Linked DNA regions of Mus musculus: regions 2, 3 and 4 are each linked to region 1. The links are chromatin contacts, called in public Hi-C and HiChIP or PLAC-seq maps. All regions are on one chromosome and are shown on one strand. Each heading gives the region's core, a stretch centred on a gene start, on an enhancer-like site or on the middle of the called end of the contact. The rest is flanking DNA. Distances are from core to core; before and after follow the strand shown. Region 1 holds the start of 4932438H23Rik (RIKEN cDNA 4932438H23 gene). Region 2 holds the start of Urb1 (URB1 ribosome biogenesis 1 homolog (S. cerevisiae)). Region 3 has its middle 19 kb from the start of Ifngr2. Region 4 holds the start of Ifngr2 (interferon gamma receptor 2).

What was found. Hi-C and Micro-C count contacts between places; a contact is called where the count stands out from the background. HiChIP or PLAC-seq counts read pairs in DNA pulled down with a chosen protein or histone mark.
Region 2: a Hi-C map of Th1 cells shows a contact between it and region 1, with 3 times the contacts expected there. The contact joins the promoter of Urb1 here to the promoter of 4932438H23Rik in region 1. A contact is called at or near these places in 11 of 39 promoter capture datasets (the C10 cell line, the HPC-7 cell line, HPC-7-derived erythroid cells and 7 more), 4 of 15 datasets of contacts at CTCF or cohesin (the G1E-ER4 cell line, embryonic stem cells, pro-B cells and 1 more), 51 of 484 Hi-C or Micro-C datasets (B cells, the Ba/F3 cell line, CD4 T cells and 18 more), 8 of 115 datasets of contacts at active chromatin or transcription factors (T-cell acute lymphoblastic leukemia, bone marrow-derived dendritic cells, embryonic stem cells and 2 more) and 4 of 9 other capture datasets (embryonic stem cells, liver, macrophages and 1 more).
Region 3: a contact with region 1 is called in a Hi-C map of Sertoli cells, with 2.6 times the contacts expected there. The contact joins the enhancer-like site here to the promoter of 4932438H23Rik in region 1. A contact is called at or near these places in 22 of 484 Hi-C or Micro-C datasets (the 63-12 cell line, B cells, the C2C12 cell line and 15 more) and 3 of 9 other capture datasets (embryonic stem cells, liver and macrophages).
Region 4: a contact with region 1 is called in an H3K27ac HiChIP or PLAC-seq map of regulatory T cell precursor, with 4 times the contacts expected there. The contact joins the promoter of Ifngr2 here to the promoter of 4932438H23Rik in region 1. A contact is called at or near these places in 10 of 39 promoter capture datasets (3T3-L1-derived adipocytes, the C10 cell line, the HPC-7 cell line and 6 more), 2 of 484 Hi-C or Micro-C datasets (cerebellum and female germline stem cells) and 17 of 115 datasets of contacts at active chromatin or transcription factors (the 230-238 cell line, CD4 single positive thymocytes, Th17 cells and 12 more).

What each region holds. Positions count from the first base shown.
Region 1 is chr16:91,067,452-91,070,996 of GRCm38.p6, reverse strand. 4932438H23Rik (RIKEN cDNA 4932438H23 gene) reads left to right here and starts at 1,845. Exons shown (of 3, transcript NM_028905.4): 1 at 1,845-1,965.
Region 2 is chr16:90,808,430-90,811,979 of GRCm38.p6, reverse strand. Urb1 (URB1 ribosome biogenesis 1 homolog (S. cerevisiae)) reads left to right here and starts at 1,567. Exons shown (of 39, transcript NM_029497.1): 1 at 1,567-1,781. The coding sequence starts at 1,640.
Region 3 is chr16:91,564,508-91,568,125 of GRCm38.p6, reverse strand. No RefSeq gene overlaps it. Among named protein-coding and RNA genes, the nearest start is that of Ifngr2, 19 kb to the right of the region's middle. Within about 2 kb of position 1,380, at least 24 of the 459 cell types and tissues checked have an H3K27ac peak or open chromatin away from gene starts, as enhancers often do. A contact at or near this core is called in Sertoli cells and embryonic stem cells, where this site is marked.
Region 4 is chr16:91,545,188-91,548,612 of GRCm38.p6, reverse strand. It overlaps Ifngr2 (interferon gamma receptor 2), which reads right to left and starts at 1,554. Exons shown (of 7, transcript NM_008338.4): 1 at 1,381-1,554. The coding sequence starts at 1,450.

The DNA of each region.
Region 1 (3,545 bases), core at 596-3,095:
GCTCTAGTAGTCTGCTTAGTTGTCTGAGTTGTGGATTCCCTGGGACGTGTGAGAACATTGTCAGACTGAGGAAGAAGGAGGAGGAGGAGGAGGAGGAGGAGGGAGAGGGAAGGGGGAGGGGGAGAAGGAGAAAGAGAAGGGGAAAGAGAAGGAGAAAGAGAAGGAGAAAGAGAAGAAGAAGAAGAAAAGAAGGGATAGTGATTGTCATGTGAGCGTGAGCCTGGGTTCAGTACCCCGGAGCCCACCTAAAGCCTGGGGGGATTCAGACACCTATGATGCCAGTGCCCCTACAGAAGGATGAGGCAAAACTACAGGTGCACACAGCAGGAAGGAGGGAGGGAGGAAGAGAGAGGAGGAGAAGGGAGGAGGGAAGGAATTGGGGAGGGAGGAAGAGGGGGAGGCTCATGTGGAAGGTAAAGACAACATCCATCTGAGGTTTTTGCTGACCTCCACGTGGGTGCCACAGCCCTCACAAGGAGATGAAGTATTTTTTTCACCCCCTTTCATACACCATTGGTTAATGACCACTCAATAAGGTGTCATTGGACTGTTTTCCTGTGTCTGACTCACTCCACTCCTGGGCATCCTTTAGGGACCCTGATCAAAAAAACTTCAGCCTCCCTGGAGAAAGGTGGCCCCACCATTGCTAAGATGTGTGTCTATTGGTTTTGTTCCTTCCTTTACATGGTTTTCCACAATCACTCCTGTTTACCTCTGTGTCCTTCAAGCCTTCTGGCACAGTGCTTGTGTGTGGTAAGGACCAGTGGGTAGATAGGTGGGTGGGTGGGTGGGTAGTGTTATCCCATATTCAGGTGACTCTATATCCATTTCTCTGGTCCCGTAATGTATCACATTAGTGAGACCCTCCTCTATCCAGCCTTCATTAGTCATTAAAGACTGGATTTTAGGTCACAAGATTGGAACCTTCATGAATGAAATTGGGAGTCATAGAAGGGGCTGGGACATTCCTGGAAGGGTTGTGAGGACATCCCTGGAAGGGGTCATCTATGAGCCAGGAAGTGCCCCTTCCTCATCTGATATTGAATATAAGACTAGAGTCTTAGATTTCCCTGTCTCCAAAAGACTAAGAAATGGTTTAGTTTTGTTTGGGTTTTTTTGGTTTTGGTTTTTTGAGACAGGGTTTCTCTGTATAGCCCTGGCTGTCCTAGAACTCACTCTGTAGACCAGGCTGGCCTCGAACTCAGAAATCCACTTGCCTCTGCCTCCCAAGTGCTGGGACTAAAGGCGTGCTCCACAACTGCCCGGCCTAAGAAATGTTTCTAAGCCATCCAGTTTAGGACATTTTGTAGCAGCCCCAAATAGACTAAGCCACCACTGAATGAACACAGATTTTTTTTTTTTTACATGTTTACTTACTTTCTGGCTTCTAGCATTTAAAAATGAGTTCATGAGAGGGGAGAGACTGGGGCTACGTCCCAGAAAGAGAAATGAATTCATGTTCTCTTTGGAGCAATCACAGTCGAATGGTTTTTGCACCATCTGAGGCACTTACCAACCGTAAGTAAAAATTCATCAGGCCTAAGAGAGTGGAACAAATCGTGGATGTAAAAGTGTCGTCCAGGCGTCTCCGCAGTCCACAGTCAATCCATGCAACTTCCGGCTGCAGTAGAATCTCTTCCATTTACGCCTCTCCTTTGTGGTCAGTCTACAGCAGCAGTAGACTCCCCGTTTCTTCTGAAAATTTCCCGGCTTAACAGCCCCAAAGAGACAGGTTCTCTCCTACTGGTTAATAAAACTGGTAGGCCAGTCAGCTTCCTTCTGGCTGCCATGGAAACCACCAGGCCAAACAGAAAAGAACAGTAAGTGAGAGACCACGAGACCACGCATTCCACCCGGCTTGCAGATTAAAGCAGCTGTCAAGCCAGGGTGAAGGCGCAGTGGCCAGGGAAGAGCTCCAAGGTCTGCAGATTGGACAGGCAAGGCCCTGCCGTGGGGCCGCAAAATGTAAGTAGCGCCCCTGCTCTGTTTAAAACGCCTGTCAGCTCAACAGACTTCTGCTGTACGGCCAGAAAGTCTGGGGACGACTGGAGGGGCTCTATCAGGGTAACTTCCTGGAACTGCCGCATCCCTGGAATATGTCACTGTAAAGGTGGTGGGTGCCACCAAACACCCTTTGGGCTTCTACGCAACTGGATAGCTTACTACCATTCTCTGTCTTGCAAAGGAAACACTTTTTAGGGCACTAAGCAAGGAGTGGAATGGTCTTTTCATTTAGACCCTACACAGATAGGGATCTGAACTTGTTTCTATTTTTAAGAGTTTGTTTAAGCTCTTCTGCTCATCTTTAATACCTAATAACGATCATGCAGCCCCAGACCCTGGCTCTTTCCGTAGTGAGTGGCAAAGAAAATCAAGGCCTCTGAAGTAGCACTGCCTACGATGTGATGTCTGGGGGCCTTGCTTTATCCTTCAGAGGTGTCTTACAGCTCATGCCAGTCGTCATAGCATTTCCTCCTCAGAAAACTCGAACTAAAGAACAAACAGTAAACTTCTTAAATAAGATTAAAAGGCATTTATGGGGGAAAAGACCTTATAAAATACTAAAAAGCCAGACTTTTATTGTTTGCAAACTGCATGTTGTGAAAAAAGTGATTCTTAAGTTTTTAACTTTTTTTTTTTAGAATGAATAATGCAATATGTTTGGAGGGGAAACAATTTTTTTCATTTTTATTTCTGACAGAAATAGGGCAGTTTCAGAGACTAATAGTTTCTGTAACGTGTTTATGGAAATTGGTGCTTTTCAACAGCTATCTCGTGGTTTCCAACTTTCTCACACCAGTTTTTCATTGCTTAAAACTGGCATATGATCAGGGTTGAGAATCTGGCACCCAGTGGCGGGTGCCTGTGCCTTTAAGAGACAAGTAAGGGGACAGGAGTCAGTGTGACTTGGGAGAAGCTGTCTAGCTGGCAGCCACAGCTAAGCAAAGCCACAGGTTCAAATACCAGGGAGTAAACCACCTCCCTGAATTCCAGGTCGCTCCAGGGGAAAACTTGAAAGTTTCTCTCATCGTCAGCTTCTCCGTGTTCAGAAGAAGGACAGGTAACTGCCCAGTTTGGTTAGGGACTCCTGGGGCTCTCTCTGGCTAGTTTTCCTATCACTTCTCACACCTGTGCTAACTGAAGCCACACTCAGCTTCCATTAGCTTCTCTTCTAACGATGAACTTGAACTCATTAACTAATTTACACCCGTTTCTTTTTCAAAGGCTGTTTCTGAAGGGTTTATGGATAACAGAACCCACTTGATTTATCTCGTTAAGCATAAAATTGTAATCTAGCAATGGGGTATAAGGTGTGGGACATCAGTGGAGTCTGAATTTCCCCTGGGGCTCCTTACGGTGTGCTCGGCTATCTGGTTTAAAGTCTGAGCCATTACTAACTAGATCCGGGATCTTTGACAAGTTATTCTATGTCTCCATTTTGTTTAATATGATAGTGGGCCTTTACTATCTGCTTTTAGGGTTACCGCAAGTAGTCAATGGCCTAAGACATTCAGTATCTGGAACAGTATCTGGCACAAAGATGT
Region 2 (3,550 bases), core at 318-2,817, 260 kb after region 1:
GCATGCATGTAGAGGCCACAAAGCAATTTGTGAGAGGAGGTCTCTCCTTTCACCGTGTGAGTTCTGGGGATTGAGCTGAGACCATCACCCTCCCAGCCACACCCCCACCCCCAATTATTTATAACTTCCACTAGTACAGAGAGATGATAATTTCCCCCAACATCACATAAGCTAAACTCAAGGCTTTAGACTGTTTCTTCCTTCTTCTTGCTGCCTTTTGTTTGGGTCCTGGTGAGTGTCAACATGGGCAATTGGTCACAAGTCGGTCTTCAGCCTCTTCTCTCAAAATTATTCATGGTTTTAGTCATCTTCATTTTTCTGACAGGCCCGGGACCTAGGGATTCCCACAGATGCAGTTGTTTCTGTAGGCTACAGGCTCAAAGTCAAAGGCAAGTGTTGTTGTTGTTGTTTGTTTGTTTGTTTTTCTCTTAGGGACTCTAAAATCATAGGAGTGACAGGGACCACATTCTTAGATGCTTAAAAGATACTTGCTTCCAAAAGTGTGCCTTATTAGACTAGAAGAATATGACAGAGAATTTCAGAAACCATCGATTTCCCAACTAACAGGCTAGTTTGGAATTTTAAATACATACCAAGATATTGATAAGATCTGTTTTTTTTAATTATGCAACTGACTGTTTTTACTTTCCCACATTTTTGCCAGAGCATTGAATGCAGCCTGTAAATCAACAGCTTACAACAAATAAAAACTGTATCGTACTCTCTGTCCCCTTAAAGCAGTTCTTTAAACATTACATTACTTGCCGTTCTCCAGCCCAGGACTGGGGAGAGCCGGCTTTGTTGTCTCCTTTTTAACGAGGGTGCTGAGATGCGGGCACTGTCCAAGGAGGTTTTCTTAAATGCTTGCTTTCTTTGATCGCCCCTGGCCTTCAGCACCACAGAAGGAGTGCATCAAGGTTTGGGGGAAGCAAGCGTGGATGGAGGTTACTTGAAATGACATCTAACCAGCCTAGGCCTTCTGGCTAGGGTTGTGACAAAAACTGGGGATTCAGGGTTACGGACACTCTGGACCACATTCCCAAGCTAGGGCTTTTCAGAGGTAAGTCCACCTGATGTCAAGCCCTCGGGAATTCACCCGGCTTACACTTACACGCAGGGGGCTTGAACTGAGGAAGTATCAATCTCATGAAGTTGTTCAAAGGATATCATTAAAATGCTCAGAGATTTTTAAATATCTGAGCTCTTTGTGCTGCTCTTTGTGGGTCTGGGAGTTCTTCCTGCTCAGGGAGTTGCGGGAGCAGGGGAAGCATTTTGATCCATCTGCCCCAGATTGTTGCAGCTAAGGGCGGGTATGTGATTTTTCTTTGCAGGCAGAGCACAGCCAGAGAACCCTTGGGGAAATCCCAGGCCCTACAGGCCCCACCCAAGCACCAAGCCACGCCCACACCACCCAGAGACACGCCCCAGAAGGCCCCGCCCCCAGGTGTTCTACCTTCTCCACGCCCCCTTCAGCAGGCCCCGCCCCTTCCGCCCTTTCTCACCCGAAGACCGGCTCTTTTACCGGCTTCCCCTCATAGGCTCCGCCTTTCCTTCCAGTCCCGCCCCTTCCTTGCCGCCGGTGCTTCCGGTCGCGTGGGTTTTCCGAGGGTGCCGTTTTGCTGGCCCGGTGGTTTGGGCCATGGGGGTCCCCAAGAGGAAGGCGTCAGAGGGTCCCAGCAGCGCGGCGTCCCCCGCTGGCACAGTCAAGCGAACGCGAGCGGAGGAGTTCACGGGCGTGCGGTTCAAGACCCTGCTGAAGGATGCGCAGGGCCCAGGACCGGGTGAGTGGGAGCGGACTCCTCAGCTTCGGGGCAGTAGCCGGCACAGCGGCGCCTCGGAGCCCGGCTCGGAGTTAGTCAAGAATAGTTCAGTGAGATAGCTTGCTTGGGCTGTCAGTAGCCGTTCCCATAGTAACCAACTGTCAACCCTGATAATGGCGGGATGTCACGTGTAACAAGTTCCATAAGGACCTACAACTAAATCGAGTGACTAGGATTGTCCGGACCGGTAACCGAGAGGGGCCAGATTCTGTAATTTAATTTCACTCGCTGCAGAGTGTGACACCACTTCACAACGACTTCTAATCGTGCAAGGAGTACATTGGTTGTGAGGAGAACCACAGTTGAACATGTTACCATGTTCAGACGTCAACGCGGTGGTAAAAACAAGACAGCGAAATATTTCTCTTAGGTTAACAAAACTACAAAGTTAATAAACTATCGCAGGGCTTGATGGTTCGTGCCTTTAATTCAGCACTTTAGAGGGAGGAAGAGGCAAGAGGATTTCTGTCAGTTGAAGGCCAGCCTTATCTTCTTAGAAAGTGCCAGACCAAGTACACCTTGACTTCCAACATTAGAAATATTTGAAGATTAAGGATAGAATTGGTGCCATCCTGACAGTGTCATGTTGGCAGAGCACTCCTGACTGCTGCTGCTGCTGCCAGTCCAAAGAAGAGTAAGCTGTCCGTCTCCCTGAACTGCCCTGGGCTAACTCAAGCCAGGGGACTCGGTAAACACTATATAGTGAGACCCTGACTCAAAAAGTATTCTCAGCTAATGTTTTTCTTACAATTTTTATTTTTAAACGTTTGGTGCCTCGCCTTGGTCGTTTGCTTAGAAGATGACACCTTTGCTAGCACAGAATTTAGCGCCCCACACACTTATTCGATATTTAATTGCAGTTGCTGTTTGTTAGGTAGAGATGTAATGGGCGAATAAAACCCTGGCACAGGTCTTGCCATTGCAAATCTGATAGTTTGGGAAAGCAGGTGACCAGCAAAGTCACATAGTCACGGGTCTTCCAGAAGGAGCCAGCTATCCATTGTGCCTAATGGGCCTGGGACCTTGATCTGTGAAATCAAAGAAGGCTTCCCCAAGGAAGCAGGTTTTTCATGAGTTGTAGAATTGTATAGGGAAAGGAGCCTTCCTGGCAGAAGAAAAGCGCCAGCTCGGTTCCTGAAAGGCTTCTGTCTACATTTCAGGGGACAGCTAGGTTGGCAGGTACATGACTAATGAAGTGATTGAAAGACGTTGCGAAGCTGAAGTCAGTGGGTGAATGTGGGAGTTTGGAGATTTTTATTTGACTATAATGTCAGGATTTTTCTCTCCCTTTCCCTCCTTGGTACACATTGAGTTCCTGTCATGGGAATGCTCTCAAGGATTGGATTGGTGGGTGTGTGTTGGGGATTTTTAGGTTGCTCTTGCTGTTCCCTTTGTGTGGTGGAGAGGAGCTTTGGGATTCAGTGGCAAAGGCTACTCAGTTGAGTAGTGTCAGCAGTAGAGAGATGACTGACCAGTGAGTCGGGATTCTAGATCAGAAAGGATCTGCTCAAGTCTGGTTCTTCAACATACTTGCCCTTCACTGGTGACGGGGTAAGTGTTATCCCTGTTCCTCATTGCAGTACCAGACAGGCCCAGTCTCCTAGATGTTCCTCCCTCCTTGTGCTCGGTCATCCCTTGGCTCAGTGGTCTCCTGTGTGTGTGTCTCTGGAGTCTGCAGTTCCACATGTACTTCCTTGGTGGTCACTCTAGTCCAGGCACCATTAGCCTTT
Region 3 (3,618 bases), core at 131-2,630, 500 kb before region 1:
ACTGCATACACACGATGGGCAGTCCTATAGCCAGGCAAAACAGTCATACTCATAAAACACACAAAATAACAATAAATTTTTAAAATTATGTTTTTGGTTAGCTTACAAAAATGTGTCTCATTGTGACTTTTTTTTTGTGCTTAAATATACTTTGTACTCTTTAAAGTTTGTTTTACTTGTGTGTCTTGTGTATGGATGTCCAAGTGTATGTGCGTGCTTGTGTGCACACAGGTACATCTGCACACGAGTGCGTGTGTGTGTGTGTGTGTGTGTGTGTGTGTGTGTGTGTGTGTGTATGTGTTCTCGTGAGTAGAGGCTAGATGCTGGGCGTCTGCCTCCCTCGGTGGCTCAGGCTGACCTTGGACTGAAGCCCCTTCTTCCTTCCTCAGCCTCCTGCACCTCCACACTGGCCTGCTAAGCCCGCCCCTCCTTTTATAGCACTGTCCTGAAGTTTGAAATGTTCTCCCTGGGGCTTTAAGATAGAAGCACGCGCCTCTTGAGTTGCTCTGGTGGCTTACATCTCCACAGTAAGTGTGCAGACAGCGGTCACTCAAGACTGTGGGGTGTCAAGCTGGGGGAGGGATGCTATGCTGGGGTAGGGATCCTGTACTGTGTGCAGACAGCGGTCACTCAATACTGTGGGGTGTCAAGCTGGGGTAGGGATGCTATGCTGGGGTAGGGATGCTATGCTGGGGTAGGGATGCTATGCTGGGGTAGGGATGCTATGCTGGGGTAGGGATGCTATGCTGGGGTAGGGATGCTATGCTGGGGTAGGGATGCTATGCTGGGGTAGGGATGCTATGCTGGGTAGGGATGCTATGCTGGGGTAGGGAATCCTGTACTGGCTGGTTTTGTGTGTCAACTTGACACAGCTGGAGTTATCACAGAGAAAGGAGCTTCAGTTGGGGAAGTGCCTCCATGAGATCCAGCTGTGGGGCATTTTCTCAATTAGTGATCAAGGGAGAGAGGTCCCCTTGTGGGTGGTGCCATCTCTGGGCTGGCAGTCTTGGGTTCTATAAGAAAACAGGCTGAGCAAGCCAGGCAAGGCAAGCCAGTAAAGAACATCCCTCCATGGCCTCTGCATCAGCTCCTGCTGCCTGACCTGCTTGAGTTCCAGTCCTGACTTCCTTTAGTGATGAACAGCAATTTGGAAATGTAAGCTGAATAAACCCTTTCCTCTCCAACTTGCTTCTGGGTCATGATGTTTGTGCAGGAATAGAAACCCTGACTAAGACAGATGCTATGTTGGGGTAGGGATGCTATGCTGGGGTAGACATTGTGGGAGCTTTGACTTTTGGAGCATCTGAAACTTGAAAGCCCTTTGATGTAGGTTTACTGCCCTCCCCCGGCCCCCAGCTCGGCAGTGGCTGTACAGTGGACATAAGCCGGTTCTCATGATGTTCCCATGCTCCTGGAGCTGTGGTTACCTCCAGCTGGGAACACTGAATGTACAGATGAATGCTTTATTTTGAGTAACTAAAGTCTTACAGTGAAGTAACAGCAATAAAATCCTACCTGACCTTGTTCTTGTGGGTGTGAAGCGAGCAGTTGACACTGTGTTGCAGACTGATCCCTGCAACACTAAGCCTGTGTCCCTGACAACCACAGGCACAGAAATTGTGTCTGCTTATTCAGGAAGAAAATCTGTTGCACTTGGAAGTAAGGTGACTTAAAGAGAGAGGTTCCTTACAGGTTAGTGCTTGGTCCAGCTTGGTCCTATCAGCTTGGGATGAGCAACCTTGCACTCTCCTAAACTGTGCGCACGCAGCCTTTCCTGACCCATAATGTGCTTTATGGTATGCACACAAGAATGCAGTGTGCCCTCTTATGATTTATGACCTTTGACCCTACATCATAAACCTTGATGATAAGAGTGGATCTCTTTGTGACTGTATAGTGACCCTGTCATTAACTACGCCAGCAAGCTTGGCACAGAGGGCCAGGTGTAAACCTCAGGCTCTGTGAGCCATATATTCTATAGCAACTCAAGTCCGCCTGGTGGTGCAAAGGTGGCCGCAGACCTCGAGTGAACAACGGAGCCAAACTGGGTGTAACTCCAAATTATTTTCATGTGGTTTGAAGTGTTATCTTTGTATTTTTTATTTTTATTTATTTGTGTAGTGTTTGTATGTTCGCCCTGCGTGCGCAGGTACCTACAGAGGTTAGAGGAGGGTGTCAGGTCCTCTAGAGCTGGAGTTACAGGTGGTTGGGAGCTACCCCGTGTGGGTGCTGGAAACCAAAACCCAGGTCCTCTGGACGGGCAGCAGGCCCTTGACCGCTGAGCCACATTCTCGGCCCTTATCTTTTGTTTGTCCCTCCAGCCCTTTAAAGATGTAAAAATGGTTGTGGACCCACAACTGGAGAACAGCAGGGAATGGGTGTGGTTAGTGGATAGAGACTGGTTACAGCTGCTCTATGCTAAGAGAGAGCCCAGCCTATCTCATAGGTGATGGGTTTCCGATTAGAAATTAAAGTTTCAAGTTAGCACAGGAGTCAATCCTACTGGCTAGTTGTTTATTTTACAAGGCAGACCGAAGCATTTTTTTTTTAATTAAAAATAGATGGTGAAGGACCTCTGTCCGCCTTGCTGTTCTGACTCCGTTTATCTCCTGTTTCTTTACATAGTTCTCAGCCCTCAGCCCCTCCCCCCCAATGTCGCATCTTCCTTGGAGACACATTTGAGGTTTCCATGGCCCTCCACCATGGTCCAGATGTATTAACCAAAATAATGAAACTAAAACAACTAGAAAAGAGATAACTCAAAAATAACTGCCAAGTTATGTCTAAAATAATTACTATGTTCTGCCAGGAATGAGTGTTTCAAGGTTACTCTGCTTGTCACCTTAGATGTACGGTCTTTGTGCTTTTTGCCTTTAAAAATTCTGTATCCTCCTGCACTTGGCACCAGAGGCACAGGTCCACCCAGGCCATAAATAAAACCGGACTTCAGACTTTTAATTGGCTAAACATTGTTCTCAATAATGACCTGAGTTGTTATGGTAATGCAATGGTAAAGAGGGCTGTAAAACTGCTTTTCTGTTTCCTCTGGGCGTGGTGACACATGCCCTGTGATGTTGAAGATATCTTGATCCACACAGCCAGTCTGTCCCATATAGATGGCTCCACACCAGCCAGAGCTACCTGGTAAGATTCTTGTCTCAAAAAACTAACTACAACAAATATGGCCATTTGAAGCAGTTTGAATTCTCAGTAGATGAAGGCATCCAGGTTAGCCCCTCACTCAGAGAATAAGCTTGGATAGCCCGCCCACACCCCACTTCTAGGAAGTGTTTGCTCTGAGCTTGGGCTCCATGCTCCCTGCTGGCATTCTTGTCACCTTTGGCCCATTTGGCTGCCCTTTGGGGCTCAACCACAGCCACCTCCTGCCTCAGGACAACAGACCAGTCTCACCCCCAAAACAGTTTGTGATGGCTACTCTTGGTTGTCAACTTGACTACAGTTGGAACTAATCCCCCTCCCCCAAGTGGAGGGGCTTTAGTGGGAGTGGGGGGTGGTGGGGGGTGCCTAATGGAACTCAAGGCAAGCACTCACTACTGAGTCCTAGGCCCAGCCCTGTCCTTTTAACCCTTAATGCCCCCAACCCCTCGCCAACCAAGA
Region 4 (3,425 bases), core at 305-2,804, 480 kb before region 1:
CTTCTCATTACCTGTTGGCCGCAAGAACAATGTCAATATTTTCACTCTGCACTGTGACTAAAAGGGTTTCTTTTAAACATATCCTAGTTTTTCTTTTAAAAAAAAAGTGTGAAAATTTCGCGTTAAGAGTGGCATGAGAGTCTAAGAAATTTACAAAAGGCTACCATTTTCAAAATATCTAAGGATCCAATTTGTTGTTAATGAGCCACAGACCACGACTTTTGTGGAGCATAATAAAAAGTTAATCATTAGAAAAATGTCTGTTGTAAAGTTTCTAAATACGCCTATCAACTTCTGAACACATAGTTCACAGACATCTCAGACAATCGCAGGCTCTCCTCCAAAGGAGACCTGTGTGTGTGGGTGTGTCAGACACAGATTGCTCAAGGCAAAATGGGGAACATCAGAGCCAGGGTTTAAAGTCTTTGTCTGACTCCAGGAGAACAAGTTAACTGCGTAACCCACTCATCCTCCTGTGCTCCTCTGCCCTTAAGGAGAAAGGGAACTTAAGGGCCTTTGCAGGGATGCTGACAGAGGACCAACTAACTCCTCAACACCACTTCCAATGGGAGGGAACGTCCCAATTCGTAGGCTTATTTAACTAATGGCCAAACTATAAAAAAAACAAAATAAACAACAACAGCAAGACCCACTGAGTAAACCAAGCCGGCCCGGCCGGCCAGAAACTTCAGGACCCCTTTTTCTCATCCTGAGTTCTGTGTTTTCACAAGGGTGCACCCCACTACCACTGTGGACTCCAGATATCCAAGCTTTGATATGATCTCTGCACGGGAAAGAACCCAGCAAAATATAATCACGTAGGAAGAATGTTCTTGGTTAGTGATGTCTTTCTTTTGTTGGTTTTGATGACTGGCTCATAAATACAGTCAGGTTGGTGACAAAAGTGGGAAGTTGAACCCCGGTAAAGGGCTGTGTGGGCGGAGTAGGATAGAGCTGAGATTAAAAGTGTGCCTCAGCTGACCCTCTGTCCCCATACACTGGAGGGGACACAGGCATTTCTGCTCCCCATCTATAAGATCCCGAGGAACTGAGTACGAGGATTTTATAGGCTGCCCAGACAAATACTGGTCCTGCCCGTCAGCTGATCTCCCTGGCACCAAGGAGCCAAAGACGAACTGGGCTCTCCACCTCCAGGCCTGGAATTCCCCGTGGTCCACGCTACACTCACTGCAGCTCCCTCTTGCAGATTCCTCCTGGTCGGTGCCCCGTCCGATCGCGGTCACCCGCAGATCGGGAACGACTGCAGAACCCCACCCTGTGCCGGGTGCAAGCTCCCGGAGCCACCCACGCGCGGACGCGACACCCAGGAGAGCCCGAGGAGTCGGGGGTGGGGTGGGGGGTCTCCTGGGTCGCGCTTACCTGGCGAGGACGCCGCGGCACCGAGCCCACAGAGCAGCAGCGACGGCAGCCACAGTGGCAAAGGCCGCATGGCCCGGGCGGCCCGGGACCGCGGGGTGGACGCCGCTCAGACTCGCACCGCAGCGGCCATGGCGAGCCGAGCGCCCGCCTCTTCCCCAGCCTAGCCGCAGAGCCGCCTCGCCCCGCCTGCGTCCCGCCCCGCCCCCACCGCGCCCGGCCCCGCCCCCGCCCGGCCCGTGGGGACTTTCCCCGGTGTTCCCGGGAACCGCGGCCCCCGCAGCCCAGCACACAGCCCCGGTGACTCCGGCCACACCTCGCCGAGCCGACCTCCAATGTGTGGCCAGAGATCTCTAGTACCATCCTTCTGGAGAGACCCGTGGACACCCATCCCCACCCTACCCCACCCCACTTCGGACTCCCGCCACGTACGATTTAAGGACCCATTTATTTTGAATTCTGTTCTCTTTAATGACCGGAAAGATCGTGCTAAGCTTTGAATCCTTTTAAGCAAAGGGCTACTTAAGGGTATAGCAGAGAGGACCCTCTAGGCCGTGGTGTCACAGAGGAAGAAAAGCTAGAGGAACTGTACTGGTTGCTTAATAGTCTGTGGGTTTGGCCCTCTGTGGCTGTGAAGCTACGAGGAAGTGACCCCAGAGCAGGGCAGGGATAGGCTCCCAGCCTGAGCCTTCCCCAGTGGCCAGCCTGTTGGCAGAGACGTTCACACCTCGGCCACAAAAAAGGGGGCAACGAAAGGAATGGTTAGAGGGAGACAAGAGTCAAAGAAAGGGGTCATCGAACCGCAGCTATTGCTCCTAACCGCTGAGGCCTCAGTCTTAGGAAGCCACTTTAAACTGTAGTTGAAGCTGGCCTTGAACTTCACAGATCCTCACATCTCTACCTCTCAGGGGTTAGTCGTGGGCCCCCAAACCCTTCCCTTGTGCCTGTGGCTCCAGAAGTTGGCCTGTTATAAAAATACGTGATGAAATTATCTAGCAAAAATTTGAACTATGACTTGAGAATTTCAAGACCCAGAAATGTACTTACATGCCAAGGAGAAGAGGAGGGCTGTGGGGATCCTCTCAACAGGACGTGTTGAAAACCGCAGAGGAGAGAAAACCTAACCACACAGGCTGTGGATTATAAGTATACCCCTCTGAGTGCCCCGTGCCCTGCCCCCGGCATGTTTTATTTTTATGAGACAGGGTAAGGAAAAGGACTCAGCTAAAGCCACGAAGGACCTGTGATCACTAAGCTTTTCAGCCTGTGGTCTTGACCCCAAATGGTAAGCCTTTGGAAGTGCTACTACTGCCTCACCCCACTCCCTACCACACCCCTGTCTAGAATCTCCCTCCCTCAGCACAGTGCTAAGGGCATATTCCCTGGATCTGTACCCCATGCCTCAAGCATACAACCCCCCAAAGACAAGCGTTTCTCTCCTTTCCCCAAGGCAACTTTGTCAGGGCAAGGCCAGCTAGGTGCTGGCATCCACTCTCTTGCCCTTCCTGCCTAGAGGAACCCTGATGTCGTTGATAGCTGAGTCTTCTGTTGAGATCTGGCAGCTGGCAGCGGAAGATAACAGGAACTCCGGTCTGGCATTTCCTGTGTGTGTAGCACTCCTGGCTCTGTCTGTCCCTCTGAGCAACTGCTTTGATTGTGCTGTGTGCCGCCATTTCTGTGTTCTCTCTCTTACCTCCCCATTGCTTCTCCCCTTTGGAGGTAGGCTTATTGTGGACACAGCAAAAGACTAAACCTTAGGGTGTTTTATTTGCATCTTCCAAAACCATGAGAGCAAAGACTGGTCCCAGCACTGCATGAACACAATCACAATGCTTTCAAAAATATTTATGTGTGTGTGTGTGTGTGTGTGTGTGTGTGTGTGTGTGTGTGTGTGTGCAGGGCCCTGTGGAGATTATCACCTCCCAGGAAGTGAAGTTACATATGGCTGTGAGGTCCTGGAATTCTGGGCCTTTGCAAGAGCATCAGGCCCTCTTAACTGCTGAGCGAATCTCCAGTCCCTGGAGATCTGCAAAGTAGGAGATTTTAGC